Linked DNA regions of Xenopus tropicalis: region 1 is linked to region 2. A link is a contact called in public Hi-C data. All regions are on one chromosome and are shown on one strand. The core of a region is the stretch at or near the end of the contact, and the rest is flanking DNA. Distances in the headings are between cores, read along the strand shown. Region 1 overlaps tshr (thyrotropin receptor). Region 2 holds the start of dio2 (deiodinase, iodothyronine, type 2).

Region 1 (2,700 bases), core at 192-2,691, 200 kb after region 2:
GCTATTTGCTTTAGGAAAATGTGATGGTGCCAGCAAATGGAGGGGATATATGCAGTACAAATGATGCCATTTAGGTGGGGGAGATGGGCCCAACTGATATACATTGTACAGAAATGTAGGTTTTACATGTCCTTTAACCTACCAAAAAATGCCCCAATTAGCAGAACAGGTATTGTTTGTCTATAGATTGCAATATACTTTAAGCTGGCTAACTACATCAACTACATAAATCCCATCAAACAACTGTTCAATGGGATTTAAATCTGTACTCACTGAGTACTTTAGGCCAGTCCAGTGTTTTGTCTTTAGCAGTTCTTGGAAGAACCATGATCTTTGATGGAGACCATTTGCCTTTCTCAAATCAACCTGGCACACACACTTCTCCTGTCCAAACTATGCATAGTAGATTTCTAAATACAGGCCAAAATGCCGTGAAACATCTGCTTCTCTGCACTATTTAATAGTCTGGGTATTTCTTTTAGTGACTGTAAGATGCCATCTGTGCCACTCTCTATTGTGTGCAAACCAGTGGCTCTCATATCAGTCAGACAGAGATACATATTTGGCTATTTATTGAAAATGATGCTCAGGGATATGCCTTTTTTCTGTCTTGGCAACAAACTGCAGGGAGATTGTGGATAGACACAAATTACCATGTTTTTTTCTCTGCACAATGCAGCTTAGAACAGCGTTTTTCAACCACTGTTCCGCGGCACACTAGTGTGCCGCGAGATGTTGCCTGGTGTGCCGTAGGCAGGGCACCAATGTACTAGGGGGGCACTGCTCTTGGCACCAATGTACTAGGGGGGCACTGCTGCTGGGCACCAATGTACTAGGGGGCACTGCTCTTGGCACCAATGTACTAGGGGGGCACTGCTGCTGGGCACCAATGTACTAGGGGGGCACTGCTCTTGGCACCAATGTACTAGGGGGGCACTGCTGCTGGGCACCAATGTACTAGGGGGGCACTGCTGCTGGGCACAGAGTTAAATTTTTTAACATTTTCTAATGGTGGTGTGCCTCGTGATTTTTTTCATGAAACAAGTGTGCCTTTGCCCAAAAAAGGTTGAAAAACACTGGCTTAGAATTCTAACGTAACGAGGGTCGTCTACCAAACAGTGCCACAACTTGTGTATGATTTAACGCTGTGGATGACAGTTAGTATCTGCCTTTGTAAAACTCACTTAAACAGTAGCAAAAGTTTTCCTTGGGTGCATGTATGTCATCTAGACTGAGCTGCTGCAATGGTGCTCACTGCAAGGTGTAAGAAGTGTGAGTAGCTTTCTTTATAGTGTTTAACTAATCACAAAATAGTGCCTGACTTTCAAGTAACCATTAAACCTTTAAAAGTTTGAGGCACAGAGGCCAGAGGGTATGAAAGAAGTTTGATGCTGTGCAGTACTGAGGTGTTTGGAAGGCGTTAGAAGAGGGATTATCTGTCTGATTGTTTTGGGAGGTTGGTGGTTTATTTTTGTGGCTCTTACTTCACCCTGAGAGTGTCACATATCACAAACGCTCACATGCTTTTCTCCTCAAGTCTGCAGCTAATACCTGTACCAACCCAGGCTGCACGGCACACAGCGTTAAATAAACAGGCATTGATTGCACTGGCTGGAAAATTACCGAGTGAGCTCACAGCCAACGGAAGGAAGGAGACATGAGCAGACAATCTGGATCATTGGCTTCAAAATCCACAGACAGGACAGAATGTATTTTTAGATGCAAATATTCTCCAGTGCATTGTATTAATTAGAGGATCATGTGATATTGCTCACAATCACAAGACCAATTATTTTTATTATTACTGTTCATTCATCATTGCATAGATTTGACAGGAAACCCTTCCAGTATCCCCCAGCCACCTAAAAACAAAACAGGCTTTATGTACTAATGGAGTAATAGAAACACAACTAGAAAATACTAGGCTACTCAGCAAAAACTTTTTAGGGCACCCTAAGGGGCAGATTTACTAATCCACGAACGGTCCGAAGGCGTTTTTTCGCAATGATCGGTATTTTGCGACTTTTTCGTCACCGTCGCGACTTTTTCGTATGTTCCATGGCTTTTTTTTTTTGTATATTTTCCGCGACTTTTTTGTCGCTGTTGCGAAAAAATCGGATTGGTTTTTCTGCCGTTTACAATCGCTCAATACGAAAAAATCTCGACGGCAGCGAAGTAGTCACGTAAAATATGATAAAGTCGCGGCGGCGACGAAAAAGTCACTACAAATACGGAAAAATCGTGACGGCGACTAAAAAGTCGCAAAATTTTCAATTCCATTCCGATTTTTTCTCTTTCGGGATTCGGATTCTTGGATTAGTAAATCTCCCCCTAAGACTTTATAAACATGGACAAAATGTTGGAATAAGAACTACTGGAATTGGAGGAACCCCCACACAAAAAGAGAAACTCTAGGCAGATTGTGCTGTGGCCAGAGCTGAGCCCTGTACACCAGTGCTGCAAATTAATAATGCTACCTAGTGCTCCCCCAACCAATTCTCTATGTCCTCTCTGTATATTTTATGATTTTTACCAAGCTGCAATAGTGAATAATCATAATTGTGTTTGAGTGACTGTGTGAATGGTGCAGTAGAGGTCTCAAAAAGGATACAAGAGGAAACAGTTTCCTCAATTTTTGGTTGACTTTTACATAGATCAATAGAGGGTGTATGACTACCTACACCCTCTCATCATCACTGA
Region 2 (2,723 bases), core at 71-2,570:
GCTATCCTAATAATGAGCCCTGACCTATAGATATCTGCTGCACAACCCAGGATAAACTGAGATAAAAACAAAATGAAAGTAACAGCATTTCACTTACTATAGAACTATTCATCAGCACCTAATTCACTTACTATAGAACTATTCATAAGCACCTAATTCCCTTACTGTGGAGCTATTCATCAGTACTTAATGGGGGGGCACATTCCCACCACTGCCCTGGAGTAGCTGGGACTGCCCACCTGTTTGCCTGGCATTGTTCTGCAGCATGCTCCCGTTTTTGGGTACTACGATTTGAAATGGCTTTACATTTGTACGGAAGAATGAATGAGAACTACTGAGATTGCAGCAGAAAAGGATATATTGCCACTAATATTTTTCCCTGGAATAAAATGAAGCAGTTATGAATAAGTGTATAACCCCCTGGGGTGGAATTGAAGCTGAGATAGTTGTAAGATAGGCAGAGTTGGGCAGAAATGAGAGGAAGAAGCAGAAAAGTTCTGCCAGAAGGAGTATTGAGAGGCAGAAGGTGCAGGGGTTCCGGGCGTACCTGCTTGTAGGCATCCAATAGGAAGCTGTTCCACACACAGCGCAGCCCTTCTGGGGTGAGCATTCGGCGCCATTGACTCTGGCTGGATTTGGAGCGGCTGAGTTGTAGAAGCACGTGTTTTACTAGCACGACAGAGTCGTACAGAGCCAGGAACAGGCAGTTTGAGAAGAAACCTGGCAAGATCTGCAGGGTGATCAACAAGTCCACACTCAGCAGTCCCATAATGGTAGCGTGGGTCCCCCCTCCTCACTCTCAGCTTCCTATCTCTACCTGCGCCTCAGCCCCTCCTTACAGAACGGACAAAGGAAAAGCAGCAGAAAGTCAGTGCAAAGTGAGTGCCTCACAGTGAAGTAAAGGCAGTGCAGAATGCCATGGAAAGGATGAGACATGAAAAAAGCAGGTGTCTGTGCGACTAGTCCGGCTGGGAAGCCAGCCTGCCAGTGGGCCACTCAAAATATTAGCAGATTCCTTTATTTCTTGTCATTTCTAGAAAAAGAGAAAGTTTCCCAACAAGCCTGCAGTACCAGGTGTAGGAAAAGTTAGTATCACTCCCCCATCTCCTCCTCCTCCTCCTCTTCTCTCCCTCAGCAGCAGCAGCAGCAGCAGCCTGTCTCCCTGCGCCTGCCTATGTCTCCCAGCGCCTGCCTATGTCTCCCAGCTATCTCTTTATGTTCCCTGATTTTCCCTCCCTTCCTGGAACCCTTTTTATACAGTCCCGGGCTAATTGCTGCAATAAGAGAAATGAAAAAAGTCTAATCTCGCTTGTGATCTGCTCTTTGACGTCAGGGTAGGAGAGGGCATTGCTTTGGCTGGGGATGCTCTGAATAGGGAAAGAGTCGCTCAAAACTTGCAAGGCGGGACTTTGTTATTGAAGGAGAGGATAAAAAGCAAACCCCTCCTCCCCTTCATACATCTCCCAGCCTGTAACAACTCCCAGGCAGCTGGCAGGCTTCACCTGACGGGCGTAGAAATGGGCTGAGGGAGGGGGAATCCCACAACTGTATGGACAGGAGTGGGACTCCCATACACACATACAAGGAGCACCTCTGGGTGGCCACCATTTCACCACCTGGCAGCACAACAGACTAGTTACATTCAGCAGTTGTTCAGGTGCAGCTGGGACCCAAATTCTATAGGGGCACAGACACACACTATCTGCTGCCTACATATCTGAGCATGTACCCTGTGATACACTGCATGCCCCCAATACAGTGATAGTTATTATTACTAACATTTATGTATACACAGCTGACATATTCATGTATAAATGAATACTGTGTAAATATATTGTACATTATAAAATATAGCACTATAACACTGCAGTGCTGAGAACTTTGTGCACCTGTCATTTATAGACTAAGACATAACCATTCATTACTTCCTTGCATGGGTTAGTACTGCACCCCTCTCTCCATTTTTTTGCATAAATGAATGAAGTTATTTTTTGGCCAGTTCCACATCCTGAAAGATTTAATGTGGCAGATGTTCCTGTTTTTTAACTCTACTTTCTTCTCTGGGATGCACAGACGGCTGCTTTTTTTCACAAACTGCTTTTTGGCATTTTCTTTTAGATTAAGTTCTGAAAAGAGCAAACCGAGCCTGTGGTTAAAAAGGGCACAAAAATATTTCTCCTTGGAGACACACTGCAGTAGATTGGTAACTGAATGACCCGGTCTGCCCTCCAATGGAAACGATCATCTTGGCAAGGCAAGCTTTGTGGGATCCAGTACTACTCTGGTTGATTTATCTTCGTTCCAGTGACCATCCTTTAATTGGGTGATAATGATATCTTTGTCCATGTCTCCCCTGGAGGCAACAGAATAGAAGCTCAGCAAAATATGCTGCCCAAAACCATAGAGTTCAGGAGGTCAATACATTTACTGTAGTCTGTGGATGGAAATTTCCAGCATAGTCACTAGTCTGAGGTTGTGACTCACACCTTAACATTCATTCAAGACTTTGCAACTCCTATTACTCCTCTGGGACAGTTTGTGAATCCGGCAACACTTTAGTCTCAGTTTAAGATGTTGTAATATTTAATTACATTAGTTTATTGGTTGATCTCTTACATTGCTTTGTGCTTGATGGACACAGTGCTGGTTCTGCCACAAGATTAAAAAACACAAAGAGGCCAAACAGTTTTTGTTCATTACATCCTTATAGCTTTCTGTGATTT

What was found. A called contact is a pair of places that touch in the nucleus more often than the background predicts.
Region 1: a contact with region 2 is called in a Hi-C map of gastrula embryo, with 2.1 times the contacts expected there. The contact joins the enhancer-like site here to the promoter of dio2 in region 2. A contact is called at or near these places in 2 of 5 Hi-C or Micro-C datasets (gastrula embryo and neurula embryo).

The regions. Positions count from the first base shown.
Region 1 is chr8:83,649,425-83,652,124 of UCB_Xtro_10.0, forward strand. All of the region lies in intron 7 of tshr (thyrotropin receptor), which reads left to right. Among named protein-coding and RNA genes, the nearest start is that of tshr, 20 kb to the left of the region's middle. Within about 2 kb of position 1,442, at least 2 of the 11 cell types and tissues checked have an H3K27ac peak or open chromatin away from gene starts, as enhancers often do. A contact at or near this core is called in gastrula embryo, where this site is marked.
Region 2 is chr8:83,445,279-83,448,001 of UCB_Xtro_10.0, forward strand. It overlaps dio2 (deiodinase, iodothyronine, type 2), which reads right to left and starts at 1,321. Exons shown (of 2, transcript NM_001197232.4): 1 at 548-1,321. The coding sequence starts at 769.